Regions from separate parts of the Mus musculus genome. Here region 1 is linked to region 2. Evidence: chromatin contacts called from public Micro-C data. All regions are on one chromosome and are shown on one strand. Each heading gives the region's core, a stretch centred on a gene start, on an enhancer-like site or on the middle of the called end of the contact. The rest is flanking DNA. Distances are from core to core; before and after follow the strand shown. Region 1 overlaps Rsu1 (Ras suppressor protein 1). Region 2 has its middle 220 kb from the start of Pter.

Region 1 (7,188 bases), core at 1,788-4,287, 490 kb before region 2:
ACTACAACAACAGCAGTAACAACAACAACAAAACAGAGCAGGAAGATCATGAGCTGGGGGCCAGACTTGGCAACATAGCAAGTTCCAGGCCAGCCTGAGTTACAAGACAAAGTGAGACTTTGTTGTGTTCATGGGTTATGTACACACACATACACGCACACACACACACACACACACACACACACACACCAAACAAACAATAAAACCTGTGCGGTCACCAAAGGAAGGTTAATGATGACTAGACATACATGCTACCTGTGCTTATATGCAAGAGGGGACTGCAGTTATTAGGTGCACAAAAGAGTTTATTCCTGATGGGTTGACTTAATATGGGAAAAACTCAAATGCATAAGGACGTGTTTAGCAAGAAGTAGAGCAGAGTGCTTTCTACTTACCCAGAACCAACTATGAAGTGAGTTGCTGGGCATTTCCTAACCACATTTTTGACATTGTGTTGTCTTTTGAAGTGTTCACAGGTCATCTGTATAATACATTCTCTAGAGTGATGGGTAACTGCATATTATTTCTATTTGATATTTGCTTTTTCTGTATCAGTATTATGGGGGGAGGGGGCCTGGAATACTGTGTTCGGTGACTACCCAGAATGCCTCACAGGAGAGTGTATGTTTTATGTCACAACCATGGCATTGCCTTTTTCAGTCCTACTCAGCCATCTGCCCTGACCAGGCAGCCTATCAAAGGGGACTGACCATTGATACTCTTATGGTGAGTGGGATTGATAGGCAGGAATAGGGTGAATAGAAGGTGTCGCAATAAAACCAGCAGGGTCTTTTTAATGTTAACCCAGCCCAGTCCCTAAACCAGGAATTGATTTGAATTCCAGCTCTACCCCTTGCTGGCTCCTGGGACTTTCCTGCTTGAGGAACCCTTTCTTGTTTTCTTAACTGTAAAGCCCCTTCTCAAAGCGCAGCTTCTTTTGAGCTCTAAGCTCATATGTAGAAAGTGTCTGGGTTGGACTCTGGCTCTTTAATGCTTCCTCGGTCTTGAGTTATAGTTAATTAAAGCAAGCATCTTTGTGCTTTCTGCCTGCACAGTGAAAGATACTATAGAACACCCATTTGGGTGTGGTCACATCCTAGGGGCACACACACAGATCTTTCTAAATAAGCCTTAGAGAGTTTGTAGGGGGAGATGCTTGAAATGGTGCCAGGCGTTGTCTTGAATAAGATCTCTGTATCCTCAGTGCCCTGGAAACTTATGATGAAGCTAGAGAAACAGACAAAGCGTGAGTATCTTAGTTAGGGTTTCTGTTGCTGCAATGAAACACCATAACCAAAAAGCAATTTGGGGAAGACAAGGTATATTTGGCTTATATTTCCATACTATAGTCCATCATTTAAGAAAGCTAGGACAGGAACTCAAACAGGACAGAAACCCAGAGGCAGGACCTGATGCAGAGGCCATTGAGTAGTGCTGTTTACTGGGTTGCTCCCCATGGCTTGCTCAGCCTGCTTTATTATAGAACCCAGGACCACCAGCCCATGGATGGCCCCACCCACAAGGGCTAGGCCTTTTCCCATGAATCACTAATTAAAAAATTTAGTGATTAGTACCAGATCTTATGAAGGGATTGTCCCAGCTAAAGCTCTCTCCTTTCCGAGGACTCTAGCTTCTGTTAAGTTGTCATAAAAACCATCAGGACAGGAAGATAGTCATCAAATGTGTTGTGAAGTGTAATGAGTGTTAGGAAAGTGAAGTGCCAGGCCTTCTGTGAGGAAGTACAGTGCAGGTTACCATCTGAAGAGGCAACAATGAAGGCGTTAAGCTTGATCAGAACATTGAGGAAACCGGGTTCAAGAACAGGAAAGACTGATGTGACCGTAGACAGCCCACTCAAACACCGTGTTATCTGATGGAAAATTATTTGGAAGGTGATTCGTTGGATTTTCTCTGTAGTAGTTATCAATGGCACTGTATTTTAAGGAACAGTTGTTTAAAATTTAAGCCAACAACTCTGACGATTTTGTGGAGTATAGCTTTGTGAACCCCAGGCTTCTCCATTGGCTGTTCTAATGATGTCAACTAGGAGACTTGGCCCTTGAATGTTCTTCCCTCACAGTTTGTAGCATCAAACTAAACAACAACAACAACAAAAGTTTCTTTAAGCTTTCTATATGCTAGCTTTAACTAAATAGGAATAATATATAAAATGAAATATTCCATGTTCTCTTGGAATAATTGGTTCACTACTTGAAGCCATTATTTTGAACAAAGCAAAGATTCATATCCTGTCAAGGTACTGGGGCATCTTTAATCACTCACTTGGAGGCTAGGGAACATTCCTGAAGAGGGGGTGGGAAGGATGTAAGAGCCAGAGATGGGAGGAGTACCATATATAGTACTGTCTTCTAGAAATGACATGTCCATTACAGTCATGAACATAGCAACTGTGACCACCCACCCACAACCTACACACAAGTGCACACCGAGGTGTGTGTGTATGTGGGGGGGGGGGGGAGTTGAGGATATGAAACTAAGCTAAGAGAAGACAGGGTCAATAGCAGGAGCTGGTGGTGTAGGGAGATAATACAGGGATAAAAATTCTTTTTTTTTTCTAATGCCAGTATTAAGATTGGTGATGGTCAGGAATGTCAGGGTGATTGGAAAGTCCTAGTTAGCCAACTGGTATTTGGGGGGAGGCAAGGCTCTAGAAACCAGTTGCAACCAGGAAAGTGGATTAGAAGTGCTAATACGTGGAACCAAGCCAGAGTTTGACTCATTCAAGCTTAGGGTTGTTTTTTTCCCTATACATAAACTGAGCTTCCAAGCCACCTTCACGCGGTGAAAATGGTTTTGTAATTGTTGATTGTTTTCTTCTTGAGTAGAGTATGATAGTACTTTCTTTTTTTGTTAATTGTTACTGTGACAGTATTTCGTATTTTTAACCTGAAGCAGTTGGCGTTCCAAAAATACTTGGAAACAAGATTCCTGATGTAATGGTGAAATCATCCTCGCCCACATCCAGAAGTGTGGTAGAACTCCATTTTCCCCGGGCTATTTATAGCAATGCTTTTTATGTTAGGAGTCATACATTATCAAAGTAAATCCGTAAGCCGTGTGGTAGACTCTTTCCCCCTGAGTCGTAGTCTTGCTTTGCATTCATATTTCTTATGCTGCACTGTTAGAAGGTTTAGACTGTATTAGTGTATGTCCCTGACCTCTGCCGGAATTTGGATCAACAGTAAAGAATATGACAATGGCTGTTTCTGTGAGTCCATTAGTAACTTTTATATTGTAACCAAAATACCTGTGAGAGTCACTTATAAGAAGAAGTTCTTACTTTGGCTCAAAGTTGCCGAGGGTTTATTTTCCTGTCCCCAACACACACACACACACACACACACACACACACACACACACACCTACACATACCTATCTTTTGGTCCCATCTGATTGGACAGAACATCATGGTGGGCAGGGCAGCGAGGGTAGAGCCTATAATAGGGGTGGGAGATTAGGGACAAGGTTACAAAAACCCCCAAAAGCACATCTCCCCACTCCAGTGACTGCTTCCTTATCTCAGCCCCACCTTCTAAAGTGTCCAAGCCTTTTTCAGCTGGAGGCCAGGTGTTCATCCCATAAGCCCATCTGCAGAATTTCATATCCAAACCATAATAATTAGGTACTCATTGCCTTTTGTCACTCAGGAAACAAAAGGATACTGTTGTCTCCACAAGTAAAAGCTATACTTCCATTCTCCCCACCCCCTACGGTTTACTCTGCTGTAGTGTATAGCTTTTGCTTTCATTATGGTTAGTAGGGTCTAATTGTGTACCCGTGTGTTTGTTCACATGTGGCATATAACAACACACCGTTGCTGCCTTTTTAAAAAATATTTTAATGCTAATAATCAGTGAAAATAGATTTAATTGACACTCATTAAAATGGCTTGTTAATACGTAGCCTAAAAACATTTATAATTTTTTGTTGGCGTGTGAAATTTTGGAATTCATTGAAAATTAAGTTAAAATTATCAGTCATAGCTGTAGACTCAGTGATTATGTCATTCAGCATTGTTAATTATCCTAGTACCTATTTCATGTGACATAGTATCCACACCCTTATCATCCACAGCCTCTGCAGAGAATATTACACATAGCACCGAGGTAATAAAAATATAAGCTCCTGAGCATGAAACAAAGCCAAAACAAGCCTTTTTTACATATAACTTAAGTTTAGGATCTGTGTAGTTGGTTGATCCCTGACTTAACCTTTAATAAAATTGGATTCAAGGGTATTTATATATAAATAAAAAATAAAGTTAATTTTGTTCTCTGCTTCCTTGTGAGAAAGCGCCTGAGCTGCATTACAGTGACACCCTAAGTTCAGCCATCATCCTATGAAAGTGGTGATGAGGTCAGACAGGGAGAAAATGTTCTTACCATTGGGAACATTACTGAGATGATTATAGTTCAGATTAAGGGATCATATCCAAGCCTGTTGCGTTAGTCTATATTTGTTTGGCATTTTATCTCCCTGATGCTATCTAGTAAATTATTTCCCCCTTTTACATGTTTTGGAAATTAAATTTGATACCCCCCCCCCCATGCCCTCCATACCCCTTTTAAAGATTTTGCTATTGTACACAGTTCTGGATTATGGCCTTGAAGTAATGTGGTGGTTGGTACCGGTCTGTGCAGAAGGCTGCAGATCAAAGCAGAGTCTGGCCTTAGATACCTGAAAGTCTTCTGGGTTCTGCTCGGCAGGTCTGACCCCTGAGGAAGTAGATCCACAGGAAAGGAACATTCAAAACCGATCGATACACATACATTTAGGGTCTCTCAGAGGCTCGTAATCACTCCCGAGCATGAGTGACACCATTTCTCTGTGATAGAATAGAGGTTTCCACGTGAGAAATAGGTGGATTAAGGTAGAATACCGCAGCATCCACGAGTTCTGAAACATGCAGTCCTGTATTTACCATCCACATCTATCCTGGAAGACTACTCTGCCTGGCCCCTCTTAGATTCAAACCTATGTCTCCTTCTCTTTCCTTGATAATGGAAAATTGCCTGAGATTTTTCTAAGTCCAACATCTCTGTATGCTGTTTTTTAGAAGTGAGAGTCCCCTAATGAAATTGTATTATTCTTAAGGTAATATCCTATTTAATGTACAATTACATAAGGTATGAGTCATTTAAAAACAGAAACATTATTGTTTTAAACACATATACAGCGATTGTTTTATAGAGTACATAAAAATCATCATTGTGTGTTGTGGCTGTTGAATAAGTGATCATGTGTCCATATATGAATGTGGTCTGGTAAAAATATTCAATATTCTGCCCTGCTAATAAACGTGTATCATGGTCCTGGAAGCTGTTCATGGATTTAATGCAATCCCTGTCCAGTCTCAGCAATACCTTTCATAGAAATAAAACCCTGAAATTCACATGAAATACCAGTGGGCCCTAAATGGTGACAACACTGTTGAAAAGGAATAAGTCTTGATGACTTGTTGTAATTAAAACAGAGTGAGGACTGTGGCCAGGACTCAGGGGCTCAGCTCTCGGCCAGTGTGAGCAAGGCCCTGGGTTCTAGCCCCACTGCAAAAATCAAATAAAATAGGGGGTGCTAACATAAACCAAGATATAGGGCAATGGGGAAAAATCCCCTTGTATAAATGCTCATGTACATGGTCCAATGGTTTTTAGCCATATTATTAATTCATTAATTGTTCAAGTAAATGATTTTACTGTGGCATTCCCATATATGTGTAGGTAATACTTGGGCCAACCCCACTCTTCCTGTGACCCTTGCTTGCCTTCCCTGTTTCCTTTCTTCCTGCCAAGAACCTTCTCCTCTGAGAATCTGAGAATCTTTCTATTTTTATTTGTTACCCAACCCCTGCACACATGTGGAACACACACACACACACACACACACACACACACACACGAGACAGAATGTATAATACCTGCTTTTCTGTGTCTCATTTATTTCCTTTACTGAAGTAACCTACAGTCCCATTCATTTTCCTGCAAATGACAGGACTTCATTTTTTATGGCTTAGTATTATTCTCTATGTGTATCATACATTTGTAATGTATGTAGTTTTATGAATTCAATAGTCAGGCTGATTTTGTAGCTTTGTATATTGAGACCAATGCCACAGCAAGGGTAGGTGTGCAGGCCTCTCTTGTGTAGTGGCTTCATCTCCCTTAAGTGTGTACCTGCCTATATTATATGTACATATCTTTTTAAAGGAAGTGCCATAAAGTTTCTGTAGTAGCTGTAATCATGGGACTTCTCACACACAGTATACAAGGCTGTGTTCTTCTTCACCATCTTTGGATGCTATGAATAGGATTCAACCTCTTTATTCATTTTGACTTGGAATACAAGCCAAAAAAGCATTAAAATTCCATCTTACTGGAGACATAGCTCCTGTCAAAAAGGGAATAAATAAATGTTGCCTCAAAGATTTTTTAAATTAGAATATCATGCCCATTTAATGGAGGATAGGCAACTCTTTCAAAAGTTGAGGCTTTGAAGATTGTATGGGTGTGTGCAAAAAGCAAGGAAGTTGAACTCTTACTCAACAGTACATGCAAACATCAGAATGGAATAAAGATCAAAATGGAAAACCCGTGTCTTAATTAAGGTTTTTATTGCTGCAATAAACATGAACAAAGCAACTTAAGAAGGAAAGGGTTTATTCAGTTTATGCTTCCACATCAGAATTCATCATTAAAAAAAGTCAGGACAGGAACACAAGCGAGACAGGAACATGGAGGCAGGAGCTGATGCAGAGGTCTTGAGGGGGTGCTGTTTACTGGCTTGCTCAACATGGCTTGCTCAGCTTATTTTGATATAGAACCAGGACCACCAGCCTAGGGATGATACTATCCAGAAAGAGCTGGGCCCTTCCTCACCAATCACTAATTGAGAAAATACCTTATAGGCTTATATACAGTCCAATTTATTTTAATTAGGTATTTTCCTCATTTACATTTCCAATGCTATCCCAAAAGTCCCCCATACCCTCCCCCTCACTCCCCTACCCACTCACTCCCACTTTTTGGCCCTGGCATTCCCCTGTACTGGGGCATATAAAGTTTACAAGTCCAATGGGCCTCTCTTTCCAATGATGGCCGACTAGGCCATCTTTTGATACATATGCAGCTAGAGTCAAGAGCTCCGGGGTACTGGTTAGTTCATATTGTT
Region 2 (7,237 bases), core at 4,225-6,724:
AAATCTGAGTGGTGTGGTGGGGGTTGAGTCTCTTGTATGTGGAGATTGGTTTTGTTTGGAAGAATAGGAAGCTCCTACGCTTTTCCATGGCAGGGCTGGAAGCACGAAGAATTCTACCAAGAGGTTTATCTCAAATTGTAGATCAAAGGCCTCTGTCATAGTTCCCCTCAAATATTTTTTCTCACCAGCCCACTTTGAAGCTACAGTGACAAGGCTACCTACAGAATGGAATTCCTTTCCTCCTGCTGTTCTAACAAACTGGTACAAACTTGATGTTTTAACACAGCACAAACTTATTTTCATATGCTTCTGGACGTCAGAAGCCCAGAATCAGTTCTGGAGCACTAAAGACAAAGTGACACTAGGCCTCCCGTGTTCCTTCTTGGGTCTCTAGTGAGAGCTCAATTTCCTTCTCATCTCCAGCTTCTGGAAATCTACTTTTGTTTCTTGTCTCATGGCTGCATCCTTCATCTTTAAATCCTAATGAGCAGCATTCCCTCAACAACTCTAAGCTCCTATCCATGGATTATTTCTTCTTGCTCTTGCTTCCACAATGACCCTTAGGATTATACAGGGCCCAACAAGGATCCAAAATGATCCCTAGTCTTAACCATGTCTAAAAATTTGCTCTTTACCATATAAGGGGATCGAATATGCACATCATTGGCTGATACTGTTAACCTGACACAAATGATCTCTTTCCCCAATGTTGATAGCAGTGATTGAAAACGTTGCTCAATTATCCTTTTTTTCTTCTTTCTCTCCCTTTCTCTCTCACCATGTGAAATCTGATGGAGAGATGCACTGTGAACTTCAGGTCATAACTGGGACTCTTGATGTCAAGGAAATAGAAAGCCTGTTCTGTCTCCGTCCTGAAAAGCAAACGTGAAGATTTCGTCTTTAGTCCTACAAGGACATTGTGGACTGAAATCAAGATAGAGCAAATGCCATTTGGAAGATTACCTAAAATTTACACGTGATAATTTGCATCATTCTAATATGATTTGCAATGGAACATTTCATCCCAGGAATCCCCAAAAACATAGTTCTCTCATGGTAAGAGAAGTGTGCCACACCAGGTAAGAACAAAGAAAGTTAATGCAGGACTCTAGTTTCTATGTTTTATTTTTTTAATATGTACAATGCTGAGAGATTTCAGCTAAACTCAGAATTATTTTTTAACAACTTAATACATTTTTTCCTAAATTTTTGTATATCTTAGAGGCAATCAGCCGTATCCAAACAGTGATACAACATCTGCAACTAAATGAATTCAGACCTTGACTTCTTCCATTCACCCCACCCTTAAAACAAACAAGCAATAAGGTCAACACAGCTGTCACTGCCCTGGGTCACCTGGAACTTTAGAGTCTGGGCAAAGAGCTTTCTGCATCCATCCTAACAAGAAGATGAAAAATCGGGTACTTAAAAGGACTTACCTACATGCATTTTAAAAGTCTCTGTGTCAAAAGAAACCTCTCTGCCTTTAATATAAACAGCGGACAAAATTAAATGCAAAAGAGTCTGCTAATGCGAGATTGAGATTCTCAGCAGAGCATCAATTTTTCCACATTCCACACATTCTGAATATTAAGGCCTTACATGTAAGAGACAGCCAGTTCTGAAAAACACACTCTTTGAAGCACAATGTGTCCAAATGAAGGGAAGGGTGGTCAACCTCACAGTGCCGCCGTGTCATGACCACAATGGAGTCAACTTCTGATTGTGTGTGGCTAATCAGTATGAGTGCATATTACCGGTGCCTTTTGTCCCCCTCTTTCTTTCAGCCCCTCCCTCAAAAAGGACTTCCAAGCTCATAGAGAAGTAAATGAGAACATGGAATTTGGTTGCCACCCCATGGCTCACTTAGTGGCTTAGGAGATAGAGGTGCAGAATAGATTGAAATTTTCATTAACCAGCTTGTCCCTTGAGTTGCTTACCAGGAAAGTAGGGACCTGATCTCACTCTAAGGTGATCTCCCCTTGTCAGAGGTTTAAAAAAACATGGCCAGTAAGTTGTTATGTTTTAAAACAACTTGAATGGCTGAAAGAGTCTGGGTTTGGCCTTTTCATTCTAAAGCTAGATCACACATACAGGAAATGAGATTAGGACCAATGTAATAGGTAGCTTACTGTAGGGGGAAGGGGGTTACAGGATAGCATCTATACATGCTGACTTCACTACCCATCCCCGATTTTTGAGAAAGGCACAGGGAATGCACAGTAAGCATGTTATTGAATGACAATAGCTGTATTCTGTGTTTCTACGGCTCCTCTTTCCCCGAGAGTTCAGAGTGCTTTATAAACAGTATCTCATTAATCTTCCTGCTTTCACTATATGGAAGGCGGTCTCAGCCACCATCACTCACGTCTTCATCAACCCAGGAACAGTTGCCTGTGGAGTGGCTAAGCACCTTGGCCAAGGTCACGGAGCAAGTGAGGAGCAAAGCCCAGAATAAAACTCGGGGCTTTGACCTTCCAGCTCAGAATTCTCTCCAGGAGGCCACGCTGAAGGAAGAACAGCTTCCTACATGCATATTCATAAATCTCCCCAGAAAAATTTACCATGTTTTAATATTTTCATGAGCCGAACTTGTATGCTAACTGGAGATAGTTTGATATAAACCCTAATGGTTAAAGAAACAAAGGCATGGAGAAATACCAAAGTCCTATGAGGGAATTAGACCCCAGTCGTTAATTCTTGTTACTCATTTCGATTACCAGCAGCTGGCTGCCCTCGCTCATGAGGTAAAAACAGGTGAAAGAAAACTGAGGCACAGCAGCAACCACATAGACTCTAAAGATCCTAATGAATTCACTCTCCTCTCAGTCAATTGGGGGTGGGGAGAGGACAGGATGCACCTCAGAATACATTGCCATATTTTCTTATATTTTATTGCTTAGTGTTTGCTAAGCATATGTATGCCTACCCTAGGGATGTCTGTGGTGCAGTGGGAAAACATGGGATACACACACAGTGTCATGAGAGAGAAGGAGTTATTCCATGCATAACTGTCTGAGGTCATTAGACAAGACCATAGCGAGGCCCAGCCTCCAAAGATCTTGTCCAGCCCATGAGATTGATTCCAAACATGGTGGTTCTCATTCTTGGGCCACTCCTGTCATCTGCATAGCAGATATGCTCCGATCTTCAGCTATCAACTAATCTATTACTTCTTAGAGAAGTCTTCCTGTGACTTCTCCCAGGGGTTGCCCTCATTGTAAATCATGGAACCCTGTGTCTCCTCAGGAGCTTTCATCTCAGTTGGCATAACTGTGGTGTTTGTTCGCTAGCTTAGAATTGGTCTTCCTCTCAACTCTATGCTTCCATAGAAAGCACTGTTTACCTTGTAAGATTTCCTCAGTGTAGAGATGGTGGCTGACTAGACGCACTTAGTTTCTGTTTCTCTTCTGATGCCCACTTCCTAGGATTGCAGGGGAACAAATGAATGCATGGCTTCTGGAAAATGGACTAGCGCCATGACTCTTAAGTTCAATAAATGACAACCTAAAAGTGACATTGAATGTCCATACCACTAATGAGTCATAAATCATTGTTTTGCCAATGGGAAATTTTATGCAATAGTAAGAAAGGACTTGGAAAGGGGCAATTAATAAATATAGGTTAGCTTAATCGGAGTGTAATTATAAAAAGAAGAGGTTAGGAGCTGCAGGGTGTATATGTGTATATGTGTGCATATTTATATACTGAGTGATGGAAAAGGAGAGATTAAGAGAAGTGAAATTGCTAGTGTGAGATATTAATAAAGCATAGAAGGTGGTACAGTCCCCACTCCTCATTCTTGCTAAGCTATCTTCCAAGATTCCCAATGGATACCTGACACAAGATACAGCAAAAGTCTGTCCAGAAATGCCTATGATGTTATGTAATTTATAATTTAGACATGACAAGATCATTGCAAATTCACAATAAAGTAGAATAATAACAATACCTGGGGTATAAATATGACCTCTCAAGGTTATTTTTTCATGTATAAAACTTACCTTCTTGTGGTAATGTGGAATAGTACCTACATGAAGAGATGAAGGGAAGAAAGTGCTAGAAGCATTGTGGGACAGATTTAGGCAACTAGGTCAGAGTTTCCTGAACATGAGCAGCATGACCCAAGGTAGTTCATCTGACAACCAAACTATCTATTGAGTGATTAATGGTTGAGGAGCACATATAACATACTAAACTAATAAGTGGATTACCATACAAGCTGGATGAACTGAGATTGTATTGTACTATTCAAAACTGTGTATAACTTAAGACTCCTGAACTAATTATCTATAATATCTTCAATATTTACAATACCACACTTGTTATTTTCAGAGAATGACTGATTGTGGATAGCTGGGACCACATAGAGCAAAATCTCTGGTCCCAAGGATGTGAGTTAGTGGTACATGTAGCCCAGTGGTACATGAGGCTCAATGATACATGTAATTCAGTGGTATATATGGATTAGTGGTACAGCATTTGCCTAGTATGCTCCAGGCCCTGAGCTCAGTTTTTCAGAACTGAAGAAACAAAACCAAAACCCAGAATGATAAAAAAAAAATTACTGGTGTGGACCTGAAAACTACTGAATTAGTCCATAGAGAAAAAGCTAATCTTGGGTAGGGTAGACTCAGAATATTTCTTCTGAAATGGAAAATACAAGAAAAAGATCCAATAATGAATGTGGCCACAAAGCCAGGAATTATTCTTATAGTTAACATTTCCTGAATGCTGGCATCCAGCATTGGTCCCTACAGCATCATGGATCTCAAGAAGCAACCTTAGCATTGGCAAAAGTAAGTTAATGATTATCCTGATGCATGATCACATAGTTGCTAATGACAGACACGGGAGAAGGAAGGTTGTGGTGCTAGTAAGAAGGTGAATCAATTGGTTAAGAATGAAAGTACTACTGGATAAATACATACATGGAAAGAGGGAGATACAAGAGTGCTTCAGGAGAGAAAAAGAGAATTGGCAGAACTGGAAAACGATGTGTTCAGAGAGAAAATGAAACTCCTGGATTATCAGGGAAGTAATGTTAGGGATATATATGAAAAATGAGTGAGGCCAAGACCCAGAAAGAATGCTGAAGGTAATTAGGGAGGGGACCTCAATACAACATAAGACAGAGTTACCAAGATTTATAAATAAGGTCTTTCTGTTTGATATGCTCAGGACCTCCATATATGGAGTCTGATTTCTTAGACGAGACCATGCAGGTCTGTGATATGGCTGAATGTATGTTGGAATCCCACAAAGGATTTCTGCCTGCTTTTCCTTGCCTGGTAGTTTGATAATGTTAAATAACTATAAAGAAGCCCTTTGTCTTTATCTCTGACACTGGTTGGCATTCTCTTAAAGCAATCCACAATTTCTGCCAAAATATGTTCAGGAAATATGAGTTGCTGCAGCTTGTGACCCCTCTGGATAACCACAAACTGAATCATGGCATACAGTTCAGCTGAGTAATAAAATATAATCAGATTGGCAGGCAGCATCAGGCTGGGCCACACATACAGATCTTCTTTTAACCCAGTTTAACAAGTTGGTCTCCAGAAGTTATTTATTCCACCTGTCAACGTTCCTATTGTGGAAATGACAGCCGTCAGATCTCTTTTAGATTCTAATTCTGTTCTTTCCTCTTGCCCCGGGTAGTGGAAAGCCTCAGAGAAGCAATGTTCTATAAGACAGCTAAGTGATTTGTTTGACATTGATCATTTGCTTGAAAGAATAGCTATTGCCTTAAAAATAAATGTAATATCCCTATCATTAGCTGCAGAGTAAATTCAAAATAAATATCTGCAGCTAAAATTACTTTGAAATCTTATAAGGGTTGGATGGGTGTAGGCAGCTGTCCAGCTAGCGGTAATCTGCCACCCTACTTCAAAGTGCATAATAAACTAACAGTTATGGGCTGTGGTACCACCACATGGCAAGGTCAGAATGGATTTCAAACTTCATTTGCAAATTAACAAACATTTGGTGCTAATAAGGCCAAATAATGGTAAGGGCTTGGAGGATATGACCTTCAATTTGAATCCTTATACCATTTAACAGATACAAAAAGATGAAAATACCAAATAAATTCCCACATGAAGATGATAACGAATACTCGGTAATGAATAGTCAACCAGTTACTCTTAGGCAGAGTTCACCTTAGATCTAACTAAAAGTAATTTATGATTTGATTTACATTTAAATAAATAGCCAACATTTACTATTATCTCTGGGCCATACACTTATTGGCCTTTGTAATAGTTTTCATTTTTATCTGTATGTGACATATGCAACCATTTTCTTATCCTGCAAACAAGGAAATTGAATATCAGGTAGGAAAGTTTCTTTCTACGGGCCAGTGAGCAGTAGTCCCAAAAGCTAGACATATGCCATTGGCCTCTAAGGCATGCACTCTTCTGTCTTTCTGCTTAATATAAGATTAGATTTTTTTCAAAGCCTACCTTATTTAGAGTTCTTAAATGCTTCAACCTCCCTTCTAACCCACCTACCAAATGTAGGGGGAAAAGGTTAGTAGGAAAAATGTGTTGTAGACCTGTTTAGACATATTTTTGGGGGGCCATCCCACCCTTCCTTGTCAGAATACCAGCAGTTGAATTCAATAGCAAACACCAAACACAAATCAATAGCACCAGTATGGTTTAGCAGAAGCTGCAAGGCTCTGCCCAGTTGGTACCGAGAGTCAGCGAAAGTGGCTGGAATTGGCCAGAATACCATGAGAAGTACTTTGGTGCATTTCTCTCTACAAACTGAAGACCAACAAAGACCAATGAAGACCAGGGAAGACCATTAAAGCAACAATATATTAATGCAAGAGTGTCCTCTCACGTTATGTGGGTTCCATTTGTATTCGTTCTAACCATCACATACCCTCATAAATATCTGTTTTTAGCAAAACATTGCATACCCTCTCACAAGATAACTTCCAGAACAACATCACATGGCACAACTAAGTTACAGAAACCAGAAATTTCCACTTCAGCTCAATCTACCTGTATCTACAGTCCTTGTGAAACAGCACACAGAGCAGCAAGGAATGCACTCTGTGTAGGAGTCTCTTCACTCATAAAAAACAAACAAACAAACAAACAAAACAAAACAAAAAAAGGTTAATTGTATCACTGAAGTTAGAAATAGTCTTTCCCGGGGAAGAGCCCTCAAATTGGTTCAAAACCAAGTAGTGAACTCTGAAATCATATACATGCAAGCAACACTA

What was found. Hi-C and Micro-C count contacts between places; a contact is called where the count stands out from the background.
Region 1: a contact with region 2 is called in a Micro-C map of muscle stem cells, with 4 times the contacts expected there. The contact joins two enhancer-like sites. A contact is called at or near these places in 5 of 484 Hi-C or Micro-C datasets (cerebral cortex, cortical neurons, frontal cortex and 2 more) and 3 of 115 datasets of contacts at active chromatin or transcription factors (embryonic hindbrain, embryonic stem cells and oligodendrocyte precursor cells).

Annotation. Positions count from the first base shown.
Region 1 is chr2:13,184,835-13,192,022 of GRCm38.p6, reverse strand. The region is part of intron 7 of Rsu1 (Ras suppressor protein 1); the gene reads left to right. Among named protein-coding and RNA genes, the nearest start is that of Rsu1, 83 kb to the left of the region's middle. Within about 2 kb of position 3,037, at least 26 of the 459 cell types and tissues checked have an H3K27ac peak or open chromatin away from gene starts, as enhancers often do. A contact at or near this core is called in muscle stem cells, where this site is marked.
Region 2 is chr2:12,697,783-12,705,019 of GRCm38.p6, reverse strand. No RefSeq gene overlaps it. Among named protein-coding and RNA genes, the nearest start is that of Pter, 220 kb to the left of the region's middle. Within about 2 kb of position 5,474, at least 16 of the 459 cell types and tissues checked have an H3K27ac peak or open chromatin away from gene starts, as enhancers often do. A contact at or near this core is called in muscle stem cells, where this site is marked.